Linked DNA regions of Mus musculus: regions 2, 3 and 4 are each linked to region 1. A link is a contact called in public HiChIP or PLAC-seq and promoter capture Hi-C data. All regions are on one chromosome and are shown on one strand. Each heading gives the region's core, a stretch centred on a gene start, on an enhancer-like site or on the middle of the called end of the contact. The rest is flanking DNA. Distances are from core to core; before and after follow the strand shown. Region 1 holds the start of Mxra7 (matrix-remodelling associated 7). Region 2 holds the start of Prcd (photoreceptor disc component). Region 3 has its middle 17 kb from the start of Snhg20. Region 4 holds the start of St6galnac2 (ST6 (alpha-N-acetyl-neuraminyl-2,3-beta-galactosyl-1,3)-N-acetylgalactosaminide alpha-2,6-sialyltransferase 2).

Region 1 (2,700 bases), core at 11-2,510:
GGCTGTGGTTATAGGATTGGGCCCTTCCCGCTGCTGACAGGGGATCCTCCTGTCATGGCTGGAGCTCACAAGTGAGATGGTGCTGTTTCTTCCCAGTAAGATAGTCACTCTCCCTGGTAGGATGTGGCTCCTACCGTGGTAGAGCACTTACCATTGTATGTGTAAGTATGTTGGTAGGCTTAGGATTCCTTCCCCTCTGCCACATGTCAAGAACAAAACAACTCTGGTCTAGCATCTAGCCAAAGCTGGAGCCCCGTTTTGTTGTGTGAGCTGAGACTGCTCAGGTTGGTCTACTGGGCTTTCTAAATAGCTGGGAAGCCCAACCCCTTTCTGTTCTTTTGAGACAGGGTCTCATGTAGCTCAGGCTGAAACGGGACTCACTATGTAACCCTGACAGGCTTTGAATGAATTCTACCTCCACCTCCTGAATGCTGGGGTTACAGGCACCTGTTAAGCCCAGTTGCTTTCTGTTGTTCTTTGTTTCTGACAAACTTTGCCCTGTATTTATTCAAAGTAACTAAAAGGCGGATGGGGTGTGCTAGGGAGGTAGACAGTTGCTACAGTGTGTTTTACACTTTAACCAATAGAGAGAGCAGTGGGAAAGATACAGAAAAACAAAACCAGCCTTCTTAACACCATCTTCACAGCTGTGAGCTCCAGCCAGCAGCAGGAAGAGCCCAATCCTATCCCCACAGCCTCTGGGCTGGAGGGGATGTGTCTCTTCTCAGTGGTGGTTAACGGAAACTTGTGAATGCTGCAACTGCGGGCCATGCTGCCAACCTCTCATCTCTTTCCGCCATGTCTCATAGGCAGTCTAGACAGCCTGGGGCTTGCTTGTGTAAAGCAGGCTGTATTTGAACGCACATAGACCCATCCGTCTCTGCCTCTGGAGTTCTGGGATTTGTTATCAAAGGCAAGAGCCACCATGTCCCTAGTAGAAACTTAAGAGTTCTTTGGAAGGGCTGGTGAGATGGCTCAGCGGTTAAGAGCGCTTCCATAGGTCCTGAGTTCCAATCCCAGCAACCACATGGTGGCTCACAACCATCCGTAACGAAATCTGATGCTCTCTTCTGTTTGCACTACCATCTCTAAATGAACTTCTGTAGGGCAGAAATGCACTGAAGCCTGAGCTGAGATGGTGCCCCAGAGCGAGCTTTTCAGCGCCTCCCAAGGTCCGAACTCCGAATCACTCCAGGGCGCGAGGGGCGTGGGCTTGACGAAACTCCGCCCCTGGGCGTGGCCTGGCGGCGGGGCGCGGCGGGTTCCCTCGGGGTCCGGGCTGGCGGCCACTCGGCGGCCACGGCGCGATGGAGTCGCCGGTCGAGCTGCTGGCCGCGCTACCCGCGCTGGTCACGGCGCTGGCGCTGCTGCTCGCCTGGCTGCTGCTGCGGCGTGGGGCGGCCCGGGTCCCGGCCCCGGAGAGCACCGCCTCGGACGAGGCCCCCGGGGCTCCTGCGCCGCCTGAACCTCCAGAGTCTTGCGCCCCGGAGCCTGCACCGGAGGGACCGAGCCAGTCCGAGCGCGTGGCGGAGCCGGAGGAGTCCGAGGCGGAGGAGCCAGCGGCCGAGGGGAGGCAGGTACGCTCCGAGATCGCCGTGGGGTCCCCGGGAGGGCGCCTACGAGCCTGCTGGCTGGACCTGCCCAGGAAGGGCCGAGCTAGTGGCCGGCAGGAAAGGAGGGTTCCTGGGGCTGGGACGCTCCATCCTCCCCCAAAGTGCCTCCAAGTGCCTTGCTTTGGAGCTGTCCTCCCTTCCTCCCCGTCCTGGCCGTCCCGGGCCTTTCAAGGCCCTTGACACTCTGCCCTGCAGCACCCTCCTCTTGCCTGGCTTCTGCCCACCCTTGCCTAAATCCACAAACACGTGTCCTACTTCAAGGTCTGAATTAAAGTGAGCTCTCTCTTGACAACACAGTACTTTGGGGTGGGATGTGCAAGAAGAGAAGTTGCCTGTCTTTTAGGTCAACTCGAATCCAGATTCCAGAGTCAGTGTGGGCGTTTTGTGAGGCTGGAAGGACGGGACTGAGGAAGGCACTTACTGGGACCATGGTATTGTAGCTTTCAAACTGCTTGTAGGCGTTGACACCTCCTCACCCCCCCACCCCCTGCGTTGGGATGAGCCCAGCTTATATGAAACAAAAGGTGCAAGAGGAGGCCCTGACCATCGCAGTTGATACCCCCAAACTACCTTGCCCACCTCCTAGGAGCTATCAGCTGACCAGTCTTCAGGGTACCCCTCACGCGTTCAGTCTCTGAGATGCATCTTTGCAGATTGGATCCGTGCTTGCCCGGGATACTGGGATGTCACAGTGCCAGGCCAGGCCACATGCTCTGGTCTCTGGTCAGATTTCAATACTTTGTTCTTGGGTGGCAGGATGGTTAGGAAGCCGTGGGCTAGCATAGTGGAAGCTGTGGGCAAGCCGTGGGCTAGCCGCCGTGGGCAAGCTGTTGGCTCTCTGCAGCCGCCTCCTTCCCTTGCTGGATACAATGGTTTACCCTGGAGTGAAGCTCTTGGGACAGGAGAGGCGGCAATGAGACTGGGCTCAGGCCTTTCTCTGCTGAGTCTGCCAGACTCCCTACTAGCAGGCTCTTTGCTTGACAAGTGGGTGACTAATTGTGTCATTAGAGTGGCTTCTAACTAGCCCTGAATAGGAGAACTATTGTGTTCAGCCCAGAGAGAATGGAAGGCTGCTGGGAGCTCACAG
Region 2 (2,700 bases), core at 123-2,622, 170 kb after region 1:
ACTGTGCTTCCGCAGCTGTGCAGCTGTTGTCCACAACTCCAGCTTTAGGGGGCATGGTATGTGTTTACCCGCCCACACTGACTTGAGCCAAGTTAGTAAGGACACCCTCCTCCTGTGGGCCCCAAATCCTGAAGGCCCGGGAGATCTTTTTTGCCCTTTGTTTTCACTAAAAGTGAGAGTTGATCTTGGGATCCTGCCCATGCTAGGGAGTCCACGGGACATAACCTTACACATAGGTACTAAATTGACACTTTTGTAGTGTCTTGACGGGCGTGGAGACTCTGGAAAACCAGGGAAGGAAAAGTCAGGAAGAATGCACAACTTTGCCTCCCCAAAGGCCACATGGCTGCAACCTAAGGAAGAGTTAACTTTCAGGCCATTGGAGACAGCGTCCTGCCCGCAGGGGCAGCCCAGCCAATGACACTTAGTGTCGATGACGTCATGCACCTCCTGCGCCTTCTATTGGGGACTGGACAGCGAATCCTGCTGGAGGTTCAGGCAACGGAGCTGCAGAGCCCGTCCGTGGCAGAGGAAGGAGGAGGAGGAGGGCCAAGGACAAGAGAGCAGCAAATCGACCCAGAGTGGCTCCTGCCTCCTCCCTCTGCTCCCTGCTCCTCCAACAGAAGGTCCTCCTGGGGACTGCCCCACACTCACATCACAGAAGCAAAGCCACACAGCATTGGTTCAGAAAAGAGGAGCAAGGACTCCCTCTGCCACCTAACCTGCCCACTACACAAGGAGTGACTGGTGAGGGCTAGGGCTAGGGCTAGAACTCGGTATTTGAGTGCCTGTGCGCGCATGCGCACACAAACACAGGCGCACACACCAATAGTTTCCTTAGCACTACTTTCCCCACTCCTGACTCTCTTTCACCTGCCGGTAGATTGAAGGTCTGTGTCTGAGCCGCTGCCCACGACTGTCCCGTCCACTCTGCTGGGCTCTCTGGAAGGGAAGAGCAGGCAAGAGAACCTGTAGGCAGTGCTCAGCCCCTGCCCCACCCCTTTACCACAGTCCAGCAGCACAGCACTGGCTGCTCCAACCCACACCACTAGCTCCAAGAGGGACCCCTCCAGGGTGTCCTTTGAATTCCTTTCCAGACCAGCTTGTCTGTAACTCTCCCTGGTGGTCCCTCCCACCCACGACCCCAATCCACAGCCCCATCAGTTTCTCACGGTTCCACTCGGTTGGTAAATCTACGGCGCCACAGCATGGCCAAGCTGAACAGGAAGAGGGTGGTGCACATGGCTCAGCTGCCCCATCCCCACCGACGACCAACTCCGCTGAAGAAGGCCACAGGGCCGGGGAGCCACAATGGCCAGCCTACCTCTCCCAAGCCACCGCTGTGTTTCCTGAAGTTCCTGGGAAGGGATTAGGACGTTCAAGCTGATTAGTGGAGTGGGCAGACCTGACCTTGTGAAGAGAGATTAAACTCACCAGGCCCAAGATCTCCCCTCTAGTGGCAGAGTAAGTCAGCCTCCTTCAAGGCATGCCAGGTAACCCTGAGTGCCCCTCCAGAATGTTCTACCCAGAACATTCACTACTATCCGGGCTTTGGCATCAAGGCACGTAGTGCAATCGAGCTAAGTGAGCTACTTCCATACACTGTTAAATGTACCTGCAGAGCACTTGAGGACTTAGAAGCATCAAGGATAGCTTCAAAGAGGATCTGGGGCCTTGGCCCGGTGACAAAGACCTGTAAGCCACTGGGGAGGGGAGGAGCACCTCAAGTTCAAAGCCTGGCTGAGCTCCAGAGAGCTCTGAGGCCAGCCTGGGAAACCTAATGAGAGTGTCTCAAAGAGCTCTGAGGCGATAACTCTGTAGCAGAGTACTTGCCTGGGGTTCCAAGGCCCTAAGTTCAGTCTCCCATACGGGAGAGAAAGAGTGAGCTATCACAGGAGGTGTCTGAACGTGCAGGTGCCAGAGAAGGACGGGCCCTCAGCCAACTCTGCCGGGCTGCTGACATGAAAGCTTGCCAGTCTTCAGGGACCGAGGCTGCGAGGCAGGGGAGTTGCACTGTCGCAGCCAAGGCAGGAGAGAATGGCAGAGAGGAGAAGAGATGGATGATGGGACCAGGAGGACCAGAGAGTAGAGCGTGTGTGTGTGTGTGTGTGTGTGTGTGTGTGTGTGTGTGTGAGTGTGTGTGTGTGTGTGCTCGAGCACGTGTGTGCGTGTGTGTGAGAGTATGTGCATGTGTGTGAGAGTGTGTGCGTGCACATGTGTGTGTGCGTGTGTGTGTGCGTGTGTGTGTGTGTGTGTGTGTGTGTGTGTGTGCATGCGTGCGCGTGCACCAGGCCTCCCCTGCACCTTCTGAGCTTTCCTAATTACACTCCCTTTGCAGTAAAAGGCAGAGTCGAGGTGTGCACACAGACAGAACTATAAATTCTATCTTATATAACAATCTTATGTAATTTAGATACAAATTATAAGCTTATCAATTATATACTAGACTACTGTACCAATATAATCCTATGTTATGGAGATACAACAGTCAGAGGAGAAGTTGAGAATCGATAGAAATACTCTTTGCACATCCCACCTGGACCTCCTGGGCAACTAGCTGCCTTGGGCAGTAGGGCTTGAGTCAGCAACACAGGGCTGAGACAAGGGCTGAGTGATGCTGGGACCTAAACCCACCTGGGCCATCACCTCTCCAGGACCTTCAGTTTTCCTTCCTAAACAAGGTGGGAGGTAATGTCTCCT
Region 3 (2,874 bases), core at 184-2,683, 230 kb before region 1:
AAAATGGGGTCAGGTCCCTTGGAACTGGAGTTAAAGAAGGTTGTGACCTACCATGTGGGAGCTGGGAATTGAACCAGGCTAAGATCAGTAAGTGCTCTAACCACTGAGGCAACTCTCCAGCTTTTAACCCCTTCTGATAATTAGCACCAGTGACACCTGAATAAAAACAGGATGATAAACCGGGCGTGGTGGCGCACGCCTTTAATCCCAGCACTCGGGAGGCAGAGGCAGGCGGATTTCTGAGTTTGAGGCCAGCCTGGTCTACAAAGTGAGTTCCAGGATAGCCTGGGCTATACAGAGAAACCCTGTCTCAAAAAAAAAAAAAAAAAAAAAAAAAAAAAAAAAAAAACCAAAAAAAACAAAAGAAAACAGAATGATAGCAAGACACAGTCACTGTTCCCCCCAAGGTATATGCTGTGTCACCCAAAAAACTTTCCTCTTCTTTGCCCAAATAGCCTGGGGGACCTCTGCTGTCCCAGTGGTTTAGACTGTCCCTGAGAACCACTGTCATATGTCTGATTGCCTGCCAGAGGTCCTCCAGTAGGGGCAGGACAGTCTAGCCTTAGGGCTATCAATCGTCACCTTGAAAGGGCTTTTTAATCACAGCTCCGGAGGCAGCCTGAAAAAGACATTGATCTTTGCCCACTAAGTCTTTGCCCGCTGAGCCTTAGCGCCAGGTGGCCTGCAGAGCCTGAGATAGAACAGGGCAGCTGCTCAGAGGTTAAATGCTCTTGCCACCCCCCCCCCCCCCCCCCCGCTGTCCACCCGGAAGTGAAGGGTGAAAGTGGGTGGCAGAGTCTCCGCACCTGCTTGCCATCAAGCTGTGATGGTCCCACACACGGCACACCGGTGTGCACTATAGTAACACCTTGGACGTTCCAGGTTGAAAGAGGATTATCAGTCCCCACACCACTGTTGGCAGGAGTTTGGGATTCCAAAGCCCTGGCAAGTGGTAGAATGTTCATCCCCCAAAGCTTCCCTCGGGACTTGGGAGAGGGAGGGAGGAAAAAAAAAAGATGTGGGGATGGAAGGGATAAAAGGTTCCTTTCTTCCTCAAATTGGAACCACACGTCAGATGAAAATAACGTGTCTTGGAGGTTTCGATAAGATAGAAGAGAAAATTGCCAGAGATGTGTTCAGGGCCGCGGCTGGCTTCTTATCTTCTCCTGCCCCTGTCAATCCAAGACAGTGTTTTCTGCTGATGAGAAAGCCCGGAAGACGGAACAAAGGCTGTCTTGGAAACACGGTCCCGCAGAACATTAGCCCGTTTTTTTAAAAAGCATTTTAATTTCATGGCTTTCACTCGAATGGTTGTTTTCTGATTCCAGAGGCAGCTGGATGGGGGGAGAAACAAAGTGTGGCTGCTAATTAGTGCTGTGTCTTGCTGGCTTTGTTCAATTGGTGCCTTTTGTTTGAGCCTAAATGCGTTTTCCAAGCCACTTGGCTGCTAGGGTGCATCGTTCTCCCAGTTCGGTGGTTCCAGAGAGCCTTGTGCAGTGACAGAGGGAGGCAGCTCCAACAGCACCTTCTGGCTTTAGGGAAAAGATGTCACTAACGGTATAAGCTAATGTGTCCGCTCCTACTCAACATGCATAGGTTGGAGTCCTGACTGCTAGGACCCTGAACTGTGTGTGACCTCATTTAGAAACAGGGGCTATAAAATAATTTTTTTTTTTTTTTTTTTTTTTTGGTTTCGAAGCAGGGTTTCTCTGTGTAGCCATGGCTGTCCTGGAATTCACTTTGTAGACCAGGCTGGCCTCGAACTCAGGAATCCGGCTGCCTCTGCCTCCCGAGTGCTGGGATTAAAGGCGTGCACCACCACGCCCGGCATAAAATAAGATTTATTTTATTTTTTTATTATGTGTGTACTCGTCGTGGGTGTGTGGACTGGGTATCCCTAGAGCTGTAGTATAGGGCTCATGAGCTGGAACTGACCTCAGATCTCCTGCATGCTCTTAATCACCTCTTCAGCCCTGGGGGCGGAGTCTCTACAGAGGTGATCAACTGAAGATGTCTTAGGGTCTCATCCCATGACTGGTGTTCTTAGCAGGAAGGCCGTAGGTCTGGGGAGGGTGGCTCAGTCAGGAAAATGCTGGCCTGAGTTCAGTCCCCAGAACCTGTGTAAAAAAGATGGCAGCTGTGTAAAAAAGATAGCGGCCCTGCACACTTCTAATCCTGACGGGAGGGGGACGTGGACCTCCAGGCTTGCTGCCAGGCAGCCTAGCCCAACTTGGAGAGTCCAGACTAGTGAGAGAGGCACACAGATGACTACACATGCGCACGAAAGAGAGGAAGTGCAGACGCAGGCACACAGGGAAAACGATCTGAAGAGACACAAGGAGAAGACAGCTACCTGCAAGCCAAGGAAAGTGGACTCAAAAAGAACTAGGCCCTGCCCAGACCCCAGCTTTGGACTTCTGGCCTCCAGAATCCTGAGAAAAATCAGTATCCATTGTTTAATCTCAATTGTGAGACTTAGCTATGATAGCCATAGGACACTGAAACAGCCACTAAAGAGCTGGTGGGCTGGAGGGAGGAGGAGGCTGCCTCAGTTTCCCCTGCTTAGCTCAGCAAGGATGAGGTGGTAGAGATAGTTACAATCCTCTACGGAGCCCTCAGCTCTCCTGTGAGAATTCTTTCCTTGGGGAACTGTAAACAATGTCTACCCCTCTTCTAAGGTCCCCACAACAAACTGAAGCATGAGTCCACCAGAGATCCCCATGGGGGAGCCATGAGTCCAGCAGAGATGTCAGGTGTCTGGGGACTGGCCCTGGGATGTGTCCTGCATGTATCAGGGACGTCACTGTCTTTCTGGGGTGGGTAATTAAGGAGCTCCGTGTGGTGATTAAAGGCACACATCCTTCAAAGGTAGGA
Region 4 (2,700 bases), core at 31-2,530, 130 kb after region 1:
TTGAAAGGAAAAACTGGAAATCAGGGGCCATCAAAATGGCTCAGCAGATAAAGCCCAAGGTCCCGAGTTCAATTCCTGGGACAAACTTGGTAGAAGGAGAGAACGAGATCTTCTACAAATTACGTGTGCCTGCACATCAACAAGTGTATGGACATGGAGAATAAAACAAAACGTGAAAGCACAAATTCTTAGCTGTGGCCATTAGCACCACGACACTTTCAGCTCGGGAACAAAGGGCAGGATTGATTTGATTGGCTACACTCCAGGGACTCCGTCCTGGCCCACACAAGACTGGGTCGCAGACTGAAGAAGCTGCTCTTATCCACAGACCCAGGGTCTGACACTGGGCAGATACCAATTCGTGAACCCCAATTTTCTCAGCTATCAGACCAGATTAAAGCTTGGGGAGCCGAGGTCCACTCTCCCAGACTATACTGAAGAACACACCACCGATGGCTCACAGACAGAAAGGGCTCTGCTTCCAAAGAGCAGGCCAGTTTCCCCAGCCCCGGGCGATGTTGATGCTCCACCTCTCCCAGTCTCTCCGCCTCTCAGGCCAAGTCTGAGCAGCGCATGGAGAGGCCTGGCTTTTCTGCGTGTTGCCAAACAGAGAGGTAACAACCATCACCGCGGGCTCCCTGCGTGACGTCCTCCATCTCAATGGGTAGTCACCAAATAAACAGATGACAACCTAAGCCCCTTAGTGCACCCCACGGCCGGCGGCTCCCTACCTGAACCCTCCACCTTTAACCCCAAATCCAAGCTAAGGGGTTTCCTTCCATTATTTGAATATACTCTTCTGCAAGTACATAAGGTACAAGAGCCTTAACCCATCAAGTCCTCGGTCCTTGTGAGGGAGCCGGCCAGATTGTTTCACAGCTGCCAGCCACCGGCTTCTGGTCCAGAAACCTGGGGTGGACATCCCTAAGCGCACAGTGCTCAATCAGGGCAGCAGACAGCCTTGTCTCCTCGTGCCCTTCCCACCCTTCACTGCACATGCTTGCCCTGGACGGTGAGAACCGTACATCCCTGCCCGACTCTGGAATAGGTACATCCGGGGTGTGGCTCTCGTTGGAGAGCAGCCTCAGGGGTAGCCGCCATCGAAGTCCCCCGGGGACAGCCCTGGAACAGCGCTCGCGGCTCCAGCCATCCGCAGCTGCACGACGGCCTTAGAGACGCTCAGTCTCTGGAGTTGCTGCGACCTAAGGCCTGGCGAGGACACAGGGGGGAGCTGCAGGACCCGGAGGCGCGCGGCAGCCCGCCCTGGGCAGGGCGGGGCAGAGCAGGGCCGCCGCCTCCGCGGGTCCCACTGGGACGGTCCTCTCCGGCCGGGGGCTCGGTGAGCAGGGCGGCAGACGGGGCGCACCCCGGCCAGGCTCACATGGACCTCCCGCGCCGCTGGCTCTTTCGGATGTTGTTGCTCGTTGCCACCAGCTCTGGGATCCTCCTCATGCTGTACTCCTCGGCGGGGCAGCAGTCCCCTGAGACCCAGGTTCCCGCCAGGTAAGCGCTGCGGGGCGCTGCGCCCAGGGCGCGGGGAGGGCGTGCGCTCCCAGCTCTCCGGACGCCCGCGGACACCCTGGAGCGACTCGAAGCGGCGACGCGCCTTTTGCCGCCTTAATCTCAGGCTGCCTCCCGGACCCTGGGGCCTTTGCTCGGTCCGGAGCACGCTGGCGACCCTGGCGTTTTTGGTGAATTCCGTCCAGGCCTAATTGGGAAGCTCCCTGTTGCCACTTTCTTCCTGGATCCACTTTTAGGGTGGGGACTCAAGTCCCCTGTTTTTCAACTTTGTCCTTCTCTTCAGGTGGCCAGTCTCCTACTGCTTGGCTCACTCCTCACTCTGGACTCTGAGCTCAGGCCTACCTGCACCTGGCTCCCTTTTACCTGGATCTATTATTTGTTTGAGTAGTTAGCTTGATAAGCTCCATCTGGGCATGGCCCTGGGGAAATGCAAACTCCGTCTGGAAACACACAGAACTTGTTTTGAGCCTCCACCTGGCTCACTGAAGGAGCCTCGAGAGGGTTTAGCTTTATTTCGGGGAGGTGACCTAAGCCATACCTAGAATCTGGGCTTGGGCGAGGGGGTCCGGAAAAACGCACAGCGCAGCACGCAGCTTCTGCACACTCCTGAGCAAGCCTTGATGGGATGAGAACAAGTGGGTATCTAGTGTCTGGCTGAAGGACACACATCAGTCGCAAAATAACAAACCACTGAGTCTGGTCCCCTTAGCTGGCAGCGCTGAGGCTGGCAACATCCTAGAAAGGGCCTAACATGACTTCACACGGGAGGTCGGTTACAGTTGGATCACACCTCATCAGAGCTTTTCCTTTTTAAACAATATCGCTATTATTTCTTTTATTTTTGAGGTCATAAGTACTTGGTAGCCCCTTTTCTTTTCCTCCCTCTGAAGTCTCCTATATACTCCTCCTTGATGTTTCAAATTGCTGGCCCCCTTTTAAATTTTTAATTGTTGTTACATGCATATGTATATATGTACATATATGTATATACACACATATATAATGCATATATGTATATGTGAATACATAATATATACACATATACATACACACACATATATGTATGTATGTGTGTATATATATGTGTGTGTATATATATATATATATATATATACATATATATTCCTAAATATAGCCTGCTCAGTCTGTATAATGTAGTTTGTACATATGCTTTCAGGG

Evidence for each region. Promoter capture Hi-C pulls out the DNA fragments that hold promoters and counts their contacts. HiChIP or PLAC-seq counts read pairs in DNA pulled down with a chosen protein or histone mark. Capture Hi-C pulls out chosen DNA fragments and counts their contacts.
Region 2: a contact with region 1 is called in a promoter capture Hi-C map of embryonic stem cells, with 2.7 times the contacts expected there. The contact joins the promoter of Prcd here to the promoter of Mxra7 in region 1. A contact is called at or near these places in 18 of 39 promoter capture datasets (the 3T3-L1 cell line, the C10 cell line, the HPC-7 cell line and 11 more), 1 of 15 datasets of contacts at CTCF or cohesin (embryonic stem cells), 84 of 484 Hi-C or Micro-C datasets (the AML12 cell line, B cells, CD8 T cells and 57 more), 33 of 115 datasets of contacts at active chromatin or transcription factors (CD4 T cells, the HPC-7 cell line, the NIH/3T3 cell line and 23 more) and 5 of 9 other capture datasets (adipose tissue, embryonic stem cells, liver and 2 more).
Region 3: an H3K4me3 HiChIP or PLAC-seq map of embryonic basal ganglia shows a contact between it and region 1, with 2.6 times the contacts expected there. The contact joins the enhancer-like site here to the promoter of Mxra7 in region 1. A contact is called at or near these places in 5 of 39 promoter capture datasets (cranial neural crest, embryonic stem cells, hippocampal neurons and 2 more), 1 of 15 datasets of contacts at CTCF or cohesin (embryonic stem cells), 25 of 484 Hi-C or Micro-C datasets (B cells, the G1E-ER4 cell line, LSK cells and 13 more), 10 of 115 datasets of contacts at active chromatin or transcription factors (astrocytes, differentiating embryonic stem cells, embryonic basal ganglia and 6 more) and 3 of 9 other capture datasets (adipose tissue, embryonic stem cells and pancreatic islet).
Region 4: a promoter capture Hi-C map of liver shows a contact between it and region 1. The contact joins the promoter of St6galnac2 here to the promoter of Mxra7 in region 1. A contact is called at or near these places in 4 of 39 promoter capture datasets (the C10 cell line, cranial neural crest, hematopoietic stem and progenitor cells and 1 more), 1 of 15 datasets of contacts at CTCF or cohesin (the NIH/3T3 cell line), 22 of 484 Hi-C or Micro-C datasets (3T3-L1-derived adipocytes, the G1E-ER4 cell line, bone marrow-derived dendritic cells and 11 more), 14 of 115 datasets of contacts at active chromatin or transcription factors (acute myeloid leukemia, craniofacial prominence, embryonic hindbrain and 8 more) and 4 of 9 other capture datasets (adipose tissue, embryonic stem cells, liver and 1 more).

Annotation. Positions count from the first base shown.
Region 1 is chr11:116,826,606-116,829,305 of GRCm38.p6, reverse strand. It overlaps Mxra7 (matrix-remodelling associated 7), which reads left to right and starts at 1,260. Exons shown (of 4, transcript NM_026280.3): 1 at 1,260-1,577. The coding sequence starts at 1,308.
Region 2 is chr11:116,655,780-116,658,479 of GRCm38.p6, reverse strand. It overlaps Prcd (photoreceptor disc component), which reads right to left and starts at 1,372. Exons shown (of 5, transcript NM_001163318.1): 1 at 1,173-1,372; 2 at 874-942. The coding sequence starts at 1,243.
Region 3 is chr11:117,058,665-117,061,538 of GRCm38.p6, reverse strand. No RefSeq gene overlaps it. Among named protein-coding and RNA genes, the nearest start is that of Snhg20, 17 kb to the left of the region's middle. Within about 2 kb of position 1,433, at least 48 of the 459 cell types and tissues checked have an H3K27ac peak or open chromatin away from gene starts, as enhancers often do. A contact at or near this core is called in the G1E-ER4 cell line, the N1E-115 cell line, cerebellum and 6 more, where this site is marked.
Region 4 is chr11:116,693,240-116,695,939 of GRCm38.p6, reverse strand. St6galnac2 (ST6 (alpha-N-acetyl-neuraminyl-2,3-beta-galactosyl-1,3)-N-acetylgalactosaminide alpha-2,6-sialyltransferase 2) reads left to right here and starts at 1,280. Exons shown (of 9, transcript NM_009180.3): 1 at 1,280-1,503. The coding sequence starts at 1,382.